Regions from separate parts of the Mus musculus genome. Here region 1 is linked to region 2. The links are chromatin contacts, called in public HiCAR-type maps. All regions are on one chromosome and are shown on one strand. Each heading gives the region's core, a stretch centred on a gene start, on an enhancer-like site or on the middle of the called end of the contact. The rest is flanking DNA. Distances are from core to core; before and after follow the strand shown. Region 1 holds the start of Wnt5a (wingless-type MMTV integration site family, member 5A). Region 2 holds the start of Zfp503 (zinc finger protein 503).

The links. HiCAR-type assays count read pairs that join an accessible place to other places.
Region 1: a HiCAR-type map of embryonic stem cells shows a contact between it and region 2, with 8 times the contacts expected there. The contact joins the promoter of Wnt5a here to the promoter of Zfp503 in region 2. A contact is called at or near these places in 1 of 39 promoter capture datasets (embryonic stem cells), 7 of 484 Hi-C or Micro-C datasets (all in embryonic stem cells) and 2 of 115 datasets of contacts at active chromatin or transcription factors (both in embryonic stem cells).

What each region holds. Positions count from the first base shown.
Region 1 is chr14:28,503,487-28,507,928 of GRCm38.p6, reverse strand. Wnt5a (wingless-type MMTV integration site family, member 5A) reads right to left here and starts at 2,456. Exons shown (of 5, transcript NM_009524.4): 1 at 1,815-2,456. The coding sequence starts at 1,820.
Region 2 is chr14:21,987,585-21,992,270 of GRCm38.p6, reverse strand. Zfp503 (zinc finger protein 503) reads left to right here and starts at 2,670. Exons shown (of 3, transcript NM_145459.3): 1 at 2,670-3,246; 2 at 3,987-4,686. It overlaps A330001L22Rik (a long non-coding RNA gene), which reads right to left and starts at 2,796. Exons shown (of 2, transcript XR_001781181.2): 1 at 1-2,796.

The DNA of each region.
Region 1 (4,442 bases), core at 1,207-3,706, 6.5 Mb before region 2:
CCAGAAGGGTCGAAATCCTTAGTCCAAATTGCCCAAGGCCTCATTGCTGGGTTACACCTATGGCTCTTTTCTATTTGAAGCTCGGGGTAACACAGATTGTCCCCTGGCGGAGACCTTAGAAGGGTCTTGGTGGGAAGAGTGGGGCTGAGTTGTCTCCAGGGGTGCAAAGTTGAAGGACTGGGACTCAGAGAGGCCTTATTTCCAGATGGCCAACAGGGGGCAGCCGGCACCGCGCGGCCGGTTAGAAAGGCCGCGTTAAAGCTCAAGAGTTTTGCCGGCACGTAGCGCGCCCCTTGTGCACAGGAGCGCTTTGGAAGGGAAGACCAGGGTCTTGGGCTGGACCTCCTTTGGAGGATCTAGGGCCGAACCGCCAAGACTAAAGCCAGCTTGTCAAAAACTGATCTCCAGCTCCCCAAGTCCCCAAAGCAAAGCAAGGGTCCCAACGCGTCCTCTCATACCCTACTTTCCGCCATTCCTCAATTGCTGGGTACTTACAACATTGTCTCCTCCAAATCCCCCCCCCCCCCGCAAAGCCTCGCCTGATGGAAAATGTCTTGAAATTAAATCTGGCTAGGTGTGCTAATATCGTCAAGACAGCAGATGCTGAGGAGGTACGACCTCATCACCCGACCCAAGTTATTTCCCAGGAGCGAATTGTTCATTTAAAGTGAGACCACGGAGCTGTGGCTCGGACAGGGCATAGAGGGTAAAACAGGGCCTTAGAAGCACCGGGGTTTAAAACCCTTTCTTTGAAGAAAGAACGTTGTTTGCTTTTAGGAAACAGCTTCGTACCGATCTTCACCTTACTCCCTACTAGAAAGCTGGAAATGAGAGGTATGAAGTATAAATGGAAATTGTTATCGAGGCGTGGAGGATAACCGAAGGAAAAGTTGTTTGGAAAATTGCTAGTTATATTTCAAGACGAAACGTTAACTTTTTTGTAAAAGTGAACTCTCGGTGACCCTCAGAGTGTGTGACTCGGCTTTAACATACAACTGACAATTAAAACAAACACGAGTTCACAAACTAACCCCCGCCCGATCTCGAAACGCAGAGGCCCTAGAGTCTCCAAAGCACTAGGTTGACTCCGCTCAGGGGGCAGGATTAAAGCCACTAGGACCACTACTCCCCGCCCCCAATGCTGCAGTAAAGGACCTGAGCTCACCCAGAGGCCGCTAATAAAGCTAATAACGCGACCCTGCTCCCCGCGCGGGGTGCGCTCTGGCCCCCCGCCAGGCACTCTTAAAGGCACAGGGGCCGGGAACGCTCGGGTTACTCGACCTGGAGAGCCGGGAACTGGGCCCTGATCGGAGGTTGGGGGTGGGGTGTGCGTTGCTCTAGGGTAGGTGGCCCCTAGTTTCCTTAGTCTCGCAGCCGTTTCTCCTAACACAGTCCTCATCCGGCCTCAGAGCTTCAGCCACACAATCTCCGCGTGCCGGTGAAATGAGCGTTTGATATATACTTGATGAATCGAATCATTATCCAGTCACTGAAATACACGTAGTAAAACTACACTCCAGTTCTCGAGGTAAAAAGGCGCGCCGCCTGTGACCCGAACTGTCTTTCCTGCCCTCGCTCTTCTCCATAGTTGAAAAGGTTTGAAGAATAGCCGGTGCAAAAAGTCTCCAAGGACGCAGAGGCAGTGTCCCCAGGGTAAGGGACGAAAAGATAGGAGTCCCTGCCGGCGATATTGGAGTTTAGCTTTCTCCAGGCAGTTAGAGAAATGGAGAGGATAGGGATAGATTGAAAGAGTTCAGTTAACTTTGAAAAGGGGGGGAAAAAGTAGGGAGCGTCCGTGCGCACAGAACACTTACCTTCATGGCGAGGGGGAGGGGGCACGGAGAGGAAGTCGCCACCCGAGCGAAGGCGGCCGAGGAATTCAAGCGAAGCGTCGGGGTTAAGCCTTGGGGGACAATCCAAAGCAGGGCTGCGGAGTCCTCCTGGGCGCGTCGGGTGGGCGCAGCGACCCGGAGCGGAAGCGAGCACTGGCGCCCGGACTCGGGCAGAGGAGTTGGTATAGCGTGGAAATGTGCCCAGGAACCGAGAGGGCGCCGGCGCGCGCGGGCGAGCAGCAAGCGCAGGGCCGAGCGGGGACACAGTGCAGGAGCCGCGGGTCCGACGAGGGCGCGCAGGCGACTGTTCCGCGGCGAGGCGCTCCCTCTCTAACGTCCATCAGCGACGGCGGTAATTAGGGCTTTCCAACCCCAAATGTGGGCGTGATTGTGCAAAAGACTTTACAACAAATAATAAAAAAAATTCTTCACAAGAAGGTGAAAAAAAATGCCCCACTACTCAACTGTGGCCCGAGGCGGGGAAGGAGGGGGGGCAATCCCTGTGCCCAAGATGCCCCCAGTTCATTCACACCACGAATTCTGCAGACTCCAGGCGGCTCACGCCTCCTGATTGTCAGCTCCTCCTCTCTGGGTCTGTGGCCGAAACGTCTGCTTCCAGGGACTGCTCCTGCAGCTGAGTTAGCTAGTGAACCTCTGTGTACACACAGACACACACCCAAACACACACACATACACACACACAAACGCACACACACGCAGACACAGAGACACGCGCTCACACACACACACAGACACACACACACACACACAGAGCAGCAGCAGCGGCGGCGGCTATGGGACCACAGAACAATCAGGCACGCATGGTTTTTTCTCCGGGAGATGCCGCTGAAATCGCACAAGTCGCCATCAGAGCTGCAAGAGTCAGCGCCAAATTTTGTCCTTTCATTTTAGAGTCTGGCAAAAACCAGGCGCAAAGAAAATGGGTTCAAGGCAGCCCTGAACTTTCTGCCGCTTGGTGGCTTGAGCGGTTGATGGACAGCTAGCCTGTGGGGGAACGTTGGCTTCCCCCTTCTGGTCCCCTTCTTTCTTTCTTCCTTTCTTCGGGTTAACCTTCTTCTTTCCACCCCCCCGCCTTTCCAGAGAGAACAGAGCGAGAGGACGGAGGGCGCAGAGCTCCGCGGTGGCGACTCAACTCCAGAGGTCCATGGCGGCCGAGGCTGCCCACCTCCTCGGTCGCGGCCGGGGTCCGAGGGGCGGTCGTGGGGCCCGGCGGAGGCCGCGGAAGGAGATGGCAATGCAGCGGCCGCACAATCCGGACTCCGGACGGCGGAGGCGGTGCCTCGGAGCCTGCAGCAACTTTCCAAGCGATGCGGTGCCCCACAGACTGACTGGCCCAGCGAGGGGACCGCGTGCCCCCCACCCCCGGCCCTCCTGACCAGCTCCCTCACTTTCGCCCTCCCTCTCTCCAGACTCCTCTTTCCCTTGGTGTTCTCAGCGAAAAAAAAATATTTTTAAAGTTGCAGAACCAAACACGGCTGGAGAGGCAAAGGGGGGTGGGGGGGGGAGAGAAAAAAAAAGTCAACTTTGCCTATGCGCATGCGTGATGAGGCTGTCCTATGACAAACTTCTCAGGATTTTAAAGCTGTACTACGGGACAGGGTGCCTGGAGGCGGGGTACGCTCCCCCTTGGGCCCCCTCCTCAAGGCTCCCCATCCCCCAGGCATCTGTATAACGAGGTTCATTTCACTGCTGTTGCCTGCCTGCCTCCTGATCGGCTCAGCTTCTTCCAAAGCCGTCGACCCGTTTGGGGGTCTGAACCTCAACTTTCCGATCCGGACCCCTTGGCTCAACTGTCCCCAACTGCATTTACTGGCACCTCTACAGAAAGGACCTCACTGACATGGATCCTGGTTGGGTTGGGATGTCTCCTTGCGCCCTGGGCTTAAAGCCCGGGCTTGGAGGGTAGAGTGGGCTCGTGCATCTTGCAAAGTCCCTGGTGTCAGAGGTTTGCTAGACAGGACTGTTCCTCACCCCAACGTGGCCAGGCAAGAGTAGAGGTCATGCTGCCGATATGGATCTAGGTGGTGGCTCTCAGGGTGAGAAGACTGTGAAGTTTAGGTGAACCGGGGATCCAGACTCCAGAACTTCTAGACACCTCTAGATAGCTGAAATTGTTAGGACTTCGATTGGATAGAGTGGATGGATAAGCACCACCCTATCCTCCGGTATGCCACAGGTGGCATGCTCAAACAATGTCTCATGGGTTAGTGCAATTCTTTTCTCCATCTTTCCCATCTTCCAACGTTCAAGGGTAGAAGGTAAACACACACACAGACACACACAGACACACACACACACACCACTACACACACTACAAACACACACTGCCACTCCCCACCCCCTACATACCACATACACCCTACACACATACATGTACACATACCACATACACACTACACACACACAACACCACACATGTACCATACCACACACACACATACCACACACATATTAAACACACACACACACACACACTCCACTCACTCACCAGAGTCAGTTGTCTTCATCCACTGGCTTGCCTTTGACAGTTTGTGTTTGCTACCCTGTGCCTTACCCCATGCCCAGCAGCGCGCCCTAGAGCATGCATAA
Region 2 (4,686 bases), core at 1,421-3,920:
GAACTGTAAAATTCCGGGGCAAGATACTGATCCCAAACAGGGGGCTTGCAACAGCCCACATATTTAGCTATCCTGCACTGGCTGAATTAATTCCCTGTCCCCCAAATACACAAAACCTTTATGAGCCTCTAAAAGTCCTAACTTGGGAAAGAAACTAGGGGGAATATTTATTTATTTGCAGGAAAAAAGAAAGAAAGAAAGAAAACCTGGGACTCGCATGCACTCCTGTGGAGAAAGAAGGAACCCGGGCCCTGAGAATGCCCTGCTCCTGAGAACAGGACTGCCATGCAGACATTTATACGTGGAGCAGGCGGGGAGGCAGGGGAGGCGGAGTAAGGCAATAAGAAATATTCCCTGACAACTCAGAAAAAGGAAAAGAGAGAGGAAATGAAGAGGGAAAGGTTCAGAGAGTTAAAAAATAAATAATATAATAATATAAAATAAAAAAACTATAATGGAAACAAAAAGAGGCAAACCCAGAAGAGTGCAGACTATGTCGGGGTCCCAGGACTAAGCCGGGCCACAAGTCTCGTCCCGCCCTAAGTCTCGCTGGTTTGAAAAGCTGTTAGGCTTGGGCGTGACCGTCATCTCAGCGGCCCCTGGGAATCTCGCGTCTAACTGTAATTTGGTGGGGAGGGAATGGGTCCAGCAGCCTCAGCTTGCTCTTTCCCTCACTCTTCCAGGAAGGATTGCTCAGCGGAACAGAACCTGGGTGCAGAGACCCCTGGGGGCCTGCTCCAGTCCAGGACTCTTAGGGCGCTCTGGGCCAGGCTTTCCAACTTGCCGGGCCTGACCTGTCAGGCGGATTATCTTCGAGGGAGATTAATAGGGGAGGCGGGCTGCAATAATAATCGTTTTGTTTGATGTGACAACTCTGATAGGCGTTGATTTACTTACAAACTGATAGGCTTTTAATTGAGCGCCTCCGCCGAGCCAGAGATGAAAGGGAAGCGGTGGTGAAAGGCGGCCCGCCTGCCCTCCGGCCTCAATACTGATTAGCCATCTCGACAGTGAATAGTTCAAGGCATTTTCAAACTTTTTTCCTCGGCTCTCTTCCCTTCCGCCTTCTTCCCTCCACCTCCTCCTCAAATATCTGCCATGCCCACACCCTTTTTTTTTTTTTTTTTTTTTTTTTAGAAAACAAATCATGTCCATTGTGTGCAAATAAAATCCGCAGGACGTCCATGCCAACCACCTCTGAGGGTTGGAAGCATTAGGCCTAGCCTGAAGTAATTAATAACAATATATCCCCCCACACCCCCTCCAACTTCCACAGCTTACTCGGCCTTCAGAGATTTGGCCTCCCTTGAGAGGTGCGCAGGCTCAGATGCTGGTGCCTCCCCAAAGCCCGGGGAACGCAGACCCCCAGGCGCCCCCGTGCGCTCCGACCTTCGGAGTTGAGTTTTAACGCGGCAGTCGGAGCTCACGGAGCCCGGCGGCGCACACCGGTGAGCGCATGTAATCTACGTGGGACGAGAGCCATTCCACGATTCTACCAGTCTTGAAGAGCTGGGGTGGCCTCCCTTGAACTGCCCAGCGCAATGAGAAAACTACTGGAATTGGAGGAAAAGAGACAAACTGAGCCTAGAAACTGAACCCCCGGAGCGAAGAGGACACCCTAGGCCCGCGCTTGCTCCTGCTCTCCTCAGTTCTGTCCACAGCGTCAACTCTCACTCTCCAGGCCTATGAAAGAGGCCAATATGGCAGGTGGCCCAAGGCCTAGCTTCCTATGCTAGGACCACAGGAGCTGACCAGAGGGTGACACCTTTAGAGCCATACAGTGGGAGACACCGGCAGGCACTAACACCCCGCAGGCTGCAAGCAGCTTCAGAGACCTTACCCGGCAGAGTTTGGGGTTGCCATTCTGCCAAAACGTAAGCTGGACTTCTTACTCCAGAGATCATTCAGGCACCTTCACAAAGGTGCCTGTGATCTTGCCATAGTCTCACAAATTTACCTTTCTCAATTGTCGCAGGAGGATCACAAACAGCCAATGTTCTTAACACACACACACACACACACACACACACACACACACACACCAGCCCCAGCCGCTCTTCTTTCCAAATTACCATTAATCGAGTTACCATCCCATTAACTTTGCCAACCTAAGGAATCAAGGAATAAAATCAAAACTCTGTGAAAGAATACTTACGAGAAAATTATATAACTCACCCCCACCCCAGAAAGTTCTCGTTATCCGCGTGGACAGAAACAGAAGGGAAGGGGGACTGGGATGGTAGGAAAGAAATAGGCTGGCAAACAGAAGGAAAAGTCCCCTGAGCGTGCCCGGTTCAGCTCAGGGTGCGCGGTGGTCCGAACCCGGTCTCCAGGCTGGGCCCCCGCCCCTGCGCAGGGCGCAGATCGGCTCCTGGCTCCCAGCTCTCCCAGCCCCACCATTTATCAAAAGGACTTGACAACAAAAGAAGAGCTCTGCGGAAAAGTGGGGGGAGGGGAAATTCAAAGTCTCCCAAGTCCCTCCGAGCAAGGGGGTGTGTCCTCTTCTCACCCCCTTCTACTTTCTACGAGTTTCTGGGAGTAACCCCGGAGCGGACGTTATGGAAGTCGCCCAGCGGCACAGGAGTGCATACGCACTGTGCACCCAGATCCAGGTACAAGTCAGCATGCACAGCGCCTCCCCTCTTCTTTCCAAACAGCCCGAGCGACGGCGCAAATCGAGGGGAACGCCGAAGTCCCGCTCCGCTTCCCTGGAAGAACCGGTTTCCACAGGCAGCCGCCCCTCCCTCTCGCGTTCCTTCCCTCTCCTCTCCCCGCATAGGTCAGTCCTGTCTGGATGGTCTACATCATGCCGTCCAGCAGCCCGATTAAGTCCCGGCTCCCAGGACTGTCGGGATGGCCAGCGGAGGGTAGTGGCGAAGGACCCGGGAGAGGAGGAGAGCGAGCCTGAGACCTGTTTGCCTATGCACATGGTCAGGCCTCTTCTCTTGAGCTATTCAACTCTCGCTACGAACACGGGTCACAGAATTAAGGAGGTTTATTCTACAAGTAACCTCCAGAACTCGGGCTATATTTGATGGCATGGCTCTTTGGAAAGAAATTCCCGAGTCTGGGGTGGGAACACTACCGAGGTCGACAACTGGACATCCTCAAGTTACATTCCCGGGAGGGATTATGCCAGAGAGGCGGGAAACCTCCGCGTTAGACGTCGCCTCCAGCGTCGTTCTTAGGTACTCAGCAGACCCGAACTGGGCGACCCGGATTGACCGAAGCACCCAAAGGTAGAAGGTGTGTCTGTCTCCACAACCCCAAGAGGGAGTGAGCACATCCCAGGCCGGTGCTCCAGACTAGGAGTCCTGGGTGCACCTGCGCACTTTACTCTCACTATTTCATTTTCCTGACTGTGGACGCCCCTTTCCCCTCTTTCTTTTTCTTACACACCCTCCACACACACAAACACACACACAGGTGCCAGGAGGCTGCTGCTCTTTCCCCCTCCTTCAGTTTCTTCTCGGTCTCTTCCTTCCTCTGTCTCACTCTAGGTCTCTCTTTTTCCCTTCAAGTCTCACCCGCCTTGTAATCAGCAACAAAAGCTGACATAAATCACGGGCAGATTGACAAGAGCTGACAAATAACTGATTGATTGCGGTCGAGGCACATTGACAATTGATGGAGGGGTGGAGATGCCCAGAGAAACAGGGGGTGCGGGGGGGGGGGAGAGTAGCAAGACGAAAGCAAGAATGGGGGGGGGGCTGAAGTGTGAAACAGGGGAAACATGTGACCCCCCGCTCAAGCCCCAATCTGAGCGTCCTTCGGTGTCACGTGACCGGGAAGGGCGGAGAGCCCGGCGCACGTCGCGAGGACGAGCAGCCACCGCCTCCGTTGCCCTTCTAGCTTCTGGTTTCTCTGCTGCTGAACCTCTGGAAATCCAAGCGGGCGGGCAGACTTTCTGCAGCATCGACTTTCCTTACCCGGGTGGCCGCGCCACGCAAAATCTTAATTTCTGAAAAGATTTTTTTTGTATACAGGCTCCCACTCATCCCTGGAGTTGACTGTTCAGCAGGTATCCACATTACCGCCTGCGTTTCTTCTCCCGAAGTCTGTTAACACTCCCTCCCTCCAAAGGTTTCAGTTTGTTTTCCTGCTGGGAAAACGAAGAACGACGAAGAGAAAAAAGAAGGAAGGCGGTAGATGACAAACGTAGAATAAATGTCCATCTCGTCCGGGTAGCGAAATCGAGGGAGGGGACAAGCCGAGGGGCGGCGAAGAGGGAGCTGCCCATTAAAACCAGCTCTGAGATTCCTGGCGGTGGCGGCGGCGCGGGACGCGTCACATCCCCTTGACCCTCCAATCACCTCGGGCTCCCATTTGATTGGAAGGCGGCAAAGGCTTTAATCTCCCCCTCGGTGCAGCTGCTTTTGAAGTGAGTTTCCTCGCCAGAGCCCGGGCTGGACAAGCAGCGACACACATCGCAGAGCGCAGCGCCGGCTCGGGGCCGGGAGAGCGCAGCGCAGGGCGCAGCCCGAGGCAGACACCGCGCACCGCGGGGACACTCCCGCAGTCTGTCCTGCTCTTCTAGCCCCATCACGGCTCCGCTGCGGGCCACCCAGGATTATTCGCTTCTGGCTCCCGGCGGCGAGAAAGCGCGCGGGGCTCCCGCGTCCGCCGCGCCAGCTCCTCCTCCAGCTGCTCCCGCTCCCCGGGCGAGCGCGCAGCCCCGAGCCCGCC